2 separate regions of the Mus musculus genome follow, and region 1 is linked to region 2. The links are chromatin contacts, called in public Hi-C maps. All regions are on one chromosome and are shown on one strand. Each heading gives the region's core, a stretch centred on a gene start, on an enhancer-like site or on the middle of the called end of the contact. The rest is flanking DNA. Distances are from core to core; before and after follow the strand shown.

Region 1 (5,234 bases), core at 1,162-3,661, 410 kb before region 2:
ACAAGAACAAGAGTTGACCTTTTCAGTGACACTCTTCCTCCAACAGAAGCCACCCCTCCTAATCCTCCCCAAACGTTCCCACTAAGAAGGAACCAAAATTCAAATATATGAGCCTATAGGAGCCAGTCTCACCTAAACCACCACAGTGGTATCATTTCAGAAGAGATTAGCTTGCCTCTTCATGAGCCAAAAACAAGCTCCATCAGGACCCCTGCACTCTCAATGACTGTGAGCAACATAAAGTTTCCATCACATGAATGGGGCTGTCAGAAGGCAGCCTGTACTACCCTCCCATGCTCACTCAGAACTTAGTTTTAGCAACAGATAGCTAAAGGAGAATTGCAGTATCTTTCCCAGGAAAGTACCCACACACCCACACACCCACACCCACACACACTTAAGAAGAGGGGGAGTCTTGTGTTTCTGACTTTACCTGTGTGGGGTGGAGTTTCCCTCTCTGATCAGAAAGGTAGGAGGGTTCGGGAGCTTGGCTGGAATGCCACAGACTCACACTTTTCTCGCTGGAGTTCTGTAGATTTTCTCAGACATCTTTCGCCTCATGGTGTGCCTGTTAGGCCCATCGCTGGAGGTGTATTCGTAATCCGCACAGCTCTTGTCGAGAGGCAGATGCGCAGAGCCATTCATGCTGTCTTCCTGGTGTGGATTCTGTTCTGATTATTCAGTCAGTGAAACTGGGCGATGAGAAGCCAGAGCCTCCGCAACCATTTAGTCTGTGTGTATTGATGAAGTGTCAACTAAGAAAAAGGTTCCTAGAACAGAATGAGATGACAGCAACTAATGGGGGTGCTGGTGGAGAGGGGTGTCTACATTAGAGATGGCTCCTTACCCATTAACTTCCTAGGGGCTTCCACTACACATAAACTACACAGATACCGAGCTATTTTGGAAACTGGATTTTCACAAAAGCAAGACTTAATATATACTAAGATATCCTGTGCCAAATATCTAGAGAATAAATGCTCCAGTTTTTCAGGCACAGGACAATCCAGGACCACAAGGGTCAGGGAGGATTTCTGTGGAGGAAGAGTGAGCTGAGCAGGGTTGCAGAACTCTGGGTGGTGTCTAGATAGTGTGGAGGGCAGATGCCAAGGACATACTTCAGAGCTCTGATGCTGAAGTGGAGTGCAAGTCAGGGACGAGCAGTAAATGGGCCTGCCTGCTCTCTGGCTTTGCAAAGAGAAATCAATTTGGAGGGAGGAGTTTTGGAGTGTGGGTATGTCCAAAGCAAGCAGGAAGCCTAGTTTGCAGATCACAGACTTTGGGCTTTACCTCAGAAAACAGTAAATTGAGGAAAGTGGTTTTGGAGAAATGGCTTTGCCTGAGTGTAGATGGACTGTGCTTGGTGTGTGTGTGTGTGTGTGTGTGTGTGTGTGTGTGTGTGTGTGTGTTCGTGTGCGCGTGTGTGCATGTGTGCGTGTGCGTGTGTGTGTGTGTGTGTGTGTGTGTGTTTGTGCGCACAGGGAGCTTGGAGGCAAGACTAGTTTTAGGACCCAAGTTTAGATGAAGTGAAGATGTGGGTCTGTAAAGAAAGTGTGTAATGGATGGGAAAATAAACGTGACACTTGTTTTTATAAGTGAAACACTAGATTGCAGGGTGAGGGGGGCTGATTTAGTGGCTTTATGTCTACTTCTATTTTTACTATGCATCTCTGCGGCTGTAACTATAGTTAGGATTTATTTTCTTGAATTCACATATTTGCCCACCTCTTTTGATTACTTCAAATTTCTTCCTTCTAGGATCCTCTTGCTTTGAACTTGATCTCAAACACAGCATGTGTTTGCAGCCGGAAAAGCTAGGTTGAGTTTCTTCTCCTGGAAACAGCTATACCGAATTGGAGGCACGTGGCCAACTCCTGCTTTTTAGCAGGTTTGACGTGACCTTCAAAACTCCTTAGGACATGCTGGTCTCCGGTGGTGGGGCTGCATCTCCAGTCAGACTCTGACTGACAGGCTCTCCCACGCCTGCCTAGGTGTGTATAACTTGCATCTCTGAGAGTAGAGTTGCTCAAACAATAACAATAACAAACAAAAACAAAAAAACCACTAATAAAAAGCAAACACACACACACACACACCCTGTGCCTTACCATCCCTGTGTGGGATGATGAGGAAAGTCAAGGAAGGAGGAGTCAGTCCTGTCCTTTTCAAATTGGAGTTCTGGGACACACACACACACACACACACACACACACACACACACACACACACACACACACACACGCACGCACGTTCCGCTCTGCCCACTCCCTGCAACACTGCACCAGCTTCCCTCCCTAAGTCCTGATTCATGAACCGTGCCACCTTTGTCTCATTTTAAACTGTGCAGACTATTTTAATCCTCCCACCCCCAGCTCAGATTTTCCCCTCCCTCCATCCTCTGGAAAGCTGCGCTGTAAAGCGCTCGCGGGGTGGGAGAGCACTTCTCCCCGAGGCTCGGGAAGGCGACAACCGAGAAGCCCCCTCTCCTGGACCTCCAGGAGGGCGCGGGGGGGGGGAGGGAAGCGCTTCGGCCCCTTTAAGGTGCGGCGCTCGGCGAAGTGCGGGCAGGCGGCCCGCGAGCCGGCGCGGGGCCAGGAGCCGGGTAGGGAAGTCCTGCCTCCCCCTCCACCCGCACCGGCCCGCGCCCTCCGCCCACCGCGCTGCGAGGGCCATGCGGCGCCTCTGAACCATGTCGTCCTCGTACGGCAAGAACGGGGCGGCGGACGGGCCGCACTCCCCCAGCTCACAGGTACCGCCCCCTCCTCCACCCGCGCCGCCCCGCGCCCCGCCTTGGTGCCGCGAGTGCGGGGCGCTGGTCCTGAGCCGCCGCTCCCTCCTCCGCGCCTCCCGCCCGCCCGCCTGCCCGCTCCTCCCCCTCCTCCTCCCCTCCTCCTAGCCCTGCTCCGGGGCTCAGCGCTCCGGCTTCAGTGTCCGCAGCCTCCTGTCGCCGATGCCGGGGATTCAGACCCCGCACACGCGACGTTTTGTTAATGGATGTGGTGGGTGCTCGGGACCACCCAGCTCGGGGTGAGGGATGGGGGTGGGGGCGCTGGGAGGCGCCGGGGAGACTAGGGTTCGGGGCTCGGGGCGAGAGGGGGGGGGGTCCCCAGGGCGCGGTTCCCAAGGAGGACTCCAGCCCCGGGTGACCGCTCGGCTCAGCGCTGCGGTCCTCACTGGCTTCTTTGTGGCCCCGGTGTGTCGAGTTCAGGTGGCCCGAGGCACCACGACCCGGAGGAGCAGGTTGAAAAGATCGGATGGCAGCACCACTTCTACCAGCTTCATCCTCAGACAGGTAGGAGGTTCGGGCGCCCGGAGCCCGCACCCAGCGCGGTCCCTCGCCCCCGAGCGCGAGTCCGGTCTGCGCCGCTCGGGGCTCGGTCCTTGTCCCTCTGCTTCATGCTGCCCTGTCCTGGGGTCCAGCCGCCCCTACCTCTGCTTCCAACTCCATCCCTCTGCTGGTACCCTGGCTACCTAGTGTTGGCATCCCTACATCTCTCTGTCGCTCCGAGAAGTTAGTTTGTATTTTGTGTACTTGCGTTGGAGAGGAAAAGGGACATTGGCCGGGGACACTGAATTTAAGAGCTAGAAAGTATTCCTGGCCCACCTTCGTTGCACAGAGGGACCTTGAGAGACCTGATTTGATGCGCTGTGAGAGTTTGAGGGTTTCTCCAATCTTTGTCCTATTTTTGAATACTTTGCACATTTTTGAGCGAGTTCTCTGAGTTCTGGCCAAAAGAAAGACACTTAGAAAAGTTTAGTCTCATCTTGGCACTGCTTCATCGATTTCGCGTAATCACGGACTGACAGGGACAGCGGTCTAGTGAGACCTAAATAAGACAGCGCGGGCGCAGTTCCCAGGGTCTGGCTGAACCTCGCGCTGGCTTTCCCGTGTTTTCCTCGTGGCCAGAGGCAAGTAGTTCGAACCGCAGGTCGCTAGCAATGCTCAGTTCTCTGGTGTCTGTCACTTTGAGGAAGGAAATCGACCCTCTGATTTTGCACTACCCAGTGCTGCCAATAAAACCTCCGGAGCCGCAGGATGCCGGAGAAGGAATGCACAAGTGGCTCACCTTGATCTTTCTCTGGAGTGTGTTTTTCCCAGGTGACTTAGGCAGACTTTGGTCACTGCCCCAAGACGCTTTTATCCCAGGTTCTGCCCTGGACTGCTGGAGCGACCTTGAGAAATACTTTTCTCTCTAGGTCACCCAGAACGTGGTGTCCTGAGATTCTAACTTACTATGGCAGCCGCGGTGGTTTTTTTTTTTTTTTTTTTTTTTTGATAATTAGTTTAAACATATTTTCAAAGTAGAACATGATTTAGACTCAAAATTGGACTCTGACAGCGCTTAAAAGGTCTATAAAGCATATTTGGGTAATATTTCTACGAACATTTGTACTTTCTGCAGAAACAGAAATTATGGCTATCATTCTGTAACTCAGTGTGGTGTGCTCCAGGCATGAACAGTATTTAAACACATTTGATTCTGCATTCATTTTGAAAGAACATTGTACCCTCTTTGCAGAGCTAGGGTTATTTGTGAATTTGATTAGGGGAAGCCACTGCTCAGCTTAAAATATTTTTTGAGTTATGCAACCCTGAGTTCTTTATGTTTATTTTGTAGATGCTTATTTTTGGTAGTGCTTTCTTATTGCAGATTCTTGGAACTACTAATTATACAGTAGTGTGTTCTGTGAGATTTTTGACTAATACTTTTGAATTCACTGCACTACTTTACACTCTGAGCCCAAACAAAACAATATCCTTTCTGATATTTTCCCCAATTTCCTAGTCATTCAATGATTGAAACTACACACACACACACACAAAATGTTGTAGAGTGGGCCGCTGTGTGTAGGCTTAATGGAAAAAAAATATTGCAAAGGTAATTTTAGGAGTTACTTGAACGAGTATGAAGGTTTTGAGAATAAATATAGTTCCTAAATATTTTTGAAAGTGGACATACTGATTTCATAAAATGGTCCAAATTCAGGAATTAATTGTAACAAACAATGTTCTTAATTTTGGTACAGAAACAATATCTGTTTTGGGGGAGAACTTCATAGCACAGTATACTCCTGTACATTATCTAATTTAAATAGCATCATACAGACCTCTTTAAATGAATTATTTATATATACATTAAAGCATAACACCCTTTAATAGAGCTCTTTAAAGGGTGATGGTAATTTATTAATATTTAAATACTTTAAAAATTAAAATTTATCTTAATTGATTA
Region 2 (5,247 bases), core at 2,241-4,740:
GTAATTTAATAAGTTAAACTAATGGAGTTTAGAGTTGGAAGATACAAAGGTTGTTCGGTTCAATCTCTTGCCCGACATTCTGCCTTTTACTCATGAGCAAGGACTTCTACTGGCCTGCAGAGCAGGAGTTTTCTCTGTTGGGTTGTACTCAGCTATTGTCAGACTTCTTTCTGTTTGTATGTGGTATTTTATAATTTGCTTTAAATCTATATTCTGGAATATCACAAAGTAACTTATTTTTTTCTTCTATTTGACATTTTTTTGGAAACATTCTAGTTTCCTTGTTCTCCTTTGGTTTTGGTTTTATAACTACAATAACCTTCTATTGGCAGTTCATTCTATTTGTGATTTGTTTGTTTGTTTGTTTCATCATCTTAAAATAGTGCACAAAATTTTAGCGATTTGTGGCTACAGGAGCTCAGGGCAGCTTAAATGAGCTTCTGGTATGTGCTTATGTGTGCTGCATACAGAATTCATGGCTTTACTTTTTATAAGCAATGTTTGCCAGGCTATCCAAATCAAGGGCTGTGTCAGGTAGCTTTTGTATCACTGTGACCAGAACACATCAGAGAGGCAAGACAAGACTAGTGCTTACAGTTTCCAAGGCTTCATTCATCTTGGCAAAGCAGGCATGCTGAGCAGCCTCTGTTGCATCACTGCAAGCCAGAAATATGAAGACAGGAAAGCTGACCCTCATCTGGCTCTCTCTTTTTCCCCTTTCATTCAGTCCAGGCCCCAAGTCCATGGGACTCTATGGCCCACATGTAGAGTGGAACCTTTTCATCTGGAACTACCCTTACAGATACACCCAGAGGAGCGCCTTCAACCTTTTAGATGATTCTATATCTAATCACATTGACAATGCCGATTAACTACTGCAATGGTATAGTCACCTTAAAGTCCAGAATAGTTTAAACGTATGTGATTTGAGGGAGCTGAGCCCATGTTGTGAGTCCTACTATGTGTTTAGTCCCTGACATTAAGTAACTGCCACTGCACTTATTAGCAATGTTGTGGTCATTTAATAGTGATGTAATTTCCCCAACTAAATCTAAGACTGGATTTTTTTTTAACTTTGGTTACCTGAAATCTATATAGTTTATTTTTACCTGCTTGACAAGATGATGAGCTCTTGAGGAGCTTTGTTTCTAACTAACATATCAAGATATTCCTATCTGTGCCCACAAGATATAGATCCCAATTTAGACATATGACATAATAATATAATCATGTAAAAATTCTCCAATCTACATTTTTGCTTATTCATCAGATCATATATCTTCATAATTTTTTCTCTGCAATTCAGCCCCTATTTTTTCTCATAAGCATGTAACAAACATTTTACTAAATGTTATCCTGAAGTCAGACAACAGTGTCAGGCACATATTTCTGCCTTTACATAGAACCAATTTCTCATGATAAACTCCCTTGATACTTGGCGGCATTACATTCTTTAGATAGATCTAATTAAGCAGAGCTTACTTAAGGATAGAAACACTTCCTGATAGGTTAGCTCAGAAATCATTTTTCATCCCCATTTGGGGGATGGGAAGTATAGCAACAAAGCAAGGTAAGTTTGACTTAGCTTTTGTTTATGTTATTAAAAAGACTCTGTTTCCTGATTTCAGTTTAAATATAAACAAGGCTACCGGAAACAACTGGGACACCATATTGGATTCCTCAGTGTGCAAGATGACCCAAAGCTTGTGCTATCAATGAATGTAGCCAAAATGCAGAGCGACAGGGAGTACAAGAAGGACTTTGAGAAGTGGAAAACCAAATACACCAGCCCTGTGGACATGCTGGGGGTGGTGTTGGCCAAGAAGTGCCAGGCCTTGGTCAGTGATGCTGACTACAGGAACTACCTACACCAGTGGACGTGCCTACCTGACCAGAATGACGTCATCCAAGCTAAAAAGGTCTATGAGCTACAAAGTGAGGTCAGTGTCTATCAAATTTGATTACTTAAAATCACTCCACATATTAATAGCCATTTATGTGAGGTAAAAAACAGATTGGAAAGAGAAATTACCTCGACCCCCTCAAACACCTGTCTGTAACTAGCATCTCCTAGTCATGGTGAAGGGGAAGATGGGTTTTTGATGGCTTGTTTTGTCCTTTCCTAGAATATGTATAAGTCTGACCTAGAGTGGCTGAGAGGCATAGGATGGAGTCCCCTGGGTTCTTTGGAAGCAGAAAAGAACAAGCGGGCTTCAGAAATCATCAGTGAGAAGAAATACCGCCAACCTCCAGACAGAAATAAGTTCACCAGCATCCCTGACGCCATGGACATAGTTCTGGCTAAAACAAATGCCAAAAACAGGAGTGACGTGAGTATTTCTTTAGCAATATATTGACAGAGCATGGAAAATATTATAAAGAAACAAGTTTGGGGTGTTGTTGTTTGTTTTGTTGTTTTGTTTTAACCACAGAGTCATGTCTCCCTTAAAGGATATATTTTCTAAAGATATTTGCCTAGCACGCACAAGATTCAATTCTCAGTACCACTACATATATATATATATATATATATATATATATATATATATATATATATATATATATATATACACACATACATACATACATACATACATACATACATATATACATATATATATATATATGCAAGAAACTTTAAATTGATAACTGCATAGAAATATATATGCACTGTAGCTGACTTCAGATGCACCAGAAGGGGGCGTCAGATCTCATTACGGTTGGTTGTGAGCCACCATGTGGTTGCTGGAATTTGAACTCAGGACCTTCGGAAGAGTAGTCAGTGCTCTTACCCACTGAGCCATCTCACCAGCCCTGCATAGGTCTTAGGAGGCGCTTTGTACATGGTGCTCCATGTGTCCTTCATTTTCAATGCATACCTTAGTTCTTACCTGATACACGAGGCTGTGTTTCATAGCAGAGCTGTAGCTCTTCTCCAGGTAAGGAAACACTCACAGACAACAGTTTTGTTTTCCAAAAGCTGAAGCAAATACAAGCCTGCCAGTCTCTTTCTGCCTCAATCTCCAGTTCTCTCTTTGCCTTTGTGATATGCTTTGAATACAAAGGGTGGCAGACCAAGCGAGCACATTTTGGGGTTCTGAACATGGCTTCTTTCTTAGAATTTTAATGAAGGTGTGGGGGAAGCTCTGAATGGGGAAGTTAAGCAAGGGAAGGACTAGACCATAAAGCTGACCAACCCGTGTCCTAGTTGCATGGGTGCTGAATAGCAATCCTGTTAGGGCTTTGCACACCCAGGCAGAAGCTAGGGTGTTTGAGTCTCTTCTTTTGGATATGCTAAACTAAATAATATTAGCATTCATTGTGCATTCTGCGGGATCAAGGTAGAATATAATATTGAGGAAATTTCTCTACCAGGACACTCTTGTACCCTAGAAGAAATTTGACAATATCTAGGAAGTTTTCCCCTTGGCTGGTCCTGACTTGGAGGTGGTGTGCTACTGGCCTCTAGTGGATAGAAACCAGGCATGGCTACTGAAAAATTCCCAATGACACAAGACTGTGTCCTACAATCAAGAGCCACCCAGAGTGTAACACCAATGATTATGAGGCCAAAAGGCACTGGCGTTCCTACCAGAAAGATTAGGAAAGAACTTGAGTAAACATAGATTAATATTAATGTGTCTTGTTTCAGTTTGATCCTGAAGGCCTAATTAACTTCTCTGAGCCATTTGCATGATAGAAAGCATATTCATACAGAAGAGAAGTACAAAATCTAAGGAATTAATGAATCCTTAAAATGTTTATACTGGAGGGCTGGTGAGATGGATCAGTGGATAAAGGCGCCCGCTACCAAGCCTGAGCTCTTGCATGTGATAGTTGCTGTCTTGCCTACACATGCAAGCCATGGCACCTGAACCCTATATGCACACACACACACAAGTACACACACATAAATGCACACACACACATACACACACACAAGTACACACACACAAATACACACACACAAGTATACACATACAAACACACACACACAAGTACACACACACAAATATACACACAAGTACACACACACAAATACACACATATACACACACACTAAATCAATTTTAAGTAACAAAAACTTATTCAGTTTTACTACTAATACCCTTTGTAGTAAAAGAAAAATGTTCCCCCTGGTTGACAATGCAACTGGGAGTCCCACCTTGCATTTATTCTTACTCTAGCTTATTTCCTCTCTGTCTCCTAAGTCTTTGACAGTTGTGACAGGTGCAGCTTCTCCTTCACCTTGGGCTTTCCAAGGCATCCTTAGGATGATTCAGATTGGGTCTTTTCACGAGGAAACTACACGCTGTGTCCTGCTCAGCCCTCACGGCAGGAGAGCCCAGGATATCAAGTTGTCCTGTTGCTGATCATTTGAACTTTTATCACTTGCTTAAAGTGATAGTGCCAGATTCTTCTACTGTTAAGTTTTATCCCTTGGAGAAACATGTAAAGACCAAGTCTCACTATGTATTGCTGGGTGACCAGGAACTCTCTATGTATACGTAGACCGGCTTGCCCTCAACCCCACAGAGATGCCTGCCCCTGCCTCTCAAGTGCTGGGATTAAAGACCTGCATTACCACATTTGGCAACATATCACTACATGGACCAGAAGTGGCATTCAAAACTTTTAATTGAGTTTTTGTTTATAAATTTGATACTGTATAAATATTCTGTTCTTCAAACTTTCACTTTTATTTAATTACCAAGATTTTAAAATTTGGTTTCCCATGATCTTCTATGGAAGACAGACATGAAAATGGTTTTTAACACATCCAAAAGATTTTGATAAAATTTAAACTGTTCTTTTGGAGAAATCCCAACATTATCGTCAATTTACTTATCCTCCAAAATAATTGTATAATCTTAAATAGTAAACCAAATGAGAACTAAGATTCCCTAATTCCTAGGCATAATTTAAATAGGTCATCTTTTGATAAGACAGTTAAACACTAAGGGGGATTTTAATGGCCAAAAAAAAAATTGTTGATACAACTTGATAGTATCAACAAAGGTTTTATTTCATGTGTTGATTTCCGTAGACAATAGTATCAGTAACTTCAAAAAGGTAAGCCATAATCTGTATTTGAAAGGTAGTTGCATTTCAGATAAGAAAATTATGTCTCCTTTTATATTGCCGTCTTGCTATAATGCCATCTGGAGCCAACTGTTGTATTTGAACCTGACAATACCACTGATAAAATTATTGTTTCTCATTTTAGAGACTTTATAGAGAAGCTTG

Evidence for each region. Hi-C and Micro-C count contacts between places; a contact is called where the count stands out from the background.
Region 1: a Hi-C map of cerebellar granule neurons shows a contact between it and region 2, with 1.9 times the contacts expected there. The contact joins the promoter of Cacnb4 here to the enhancer-like site in region 2. A contact is called at or near these places in 1 of 484 Hi-C or Micro-C datasets (cerebellar granule neurons), 2 of 115 datasets of contacts at active chromatin or transcription factors (embryonic stem cells and stem cell-derived neural progenitor cells) and 1 of 9 other capture datasets (embryonic stem cells).

What each region holds. Positions count from the first base shown.
Region 1 is chr2:52,673,786-52,679,019 of GRCm38.p6, reverse strand. Cacnb4 (calcium channel, voltage-dependent, beta 4 subunit) reads left to right here and starts at 2,411. Exons shown (of 14, transcript NM_001037099.2): 1 at 2,411-2,749; 2 at 3,209-3,292. The coding sequence starts at 2,690. It overlaps Gm46740 (a long non-coding RNA gene), which reads right to left and starts at 2,239. Exons shown (of 2, transcript XR_001783304.2): 1 at 1,726-2,239; 2 at 1-770.
Region 2 is chr2:52,260,579-52,265,825 of GRCm38.p6, reverse strand. Neb (nebulin) reads left to right here. Exons shown (of 157, transcript NM_010889.1): 53 at 1,629-1,940; 54 at 2,127-2,330; 55 at 5,228-5,247. Among named protein-coding and RNA genes, the nearest start is that of 4930573O16Rik, 28 kb to the left of the region's middle. Within about 2 kb of position 3,490, at least 2 of the 459 cell types and tissues checked have an H3K27ac peak or open chromatin away from gene starts, as enhancers often do. A contact at or near this core is called in cerebellar granule neurons, where this site is marked.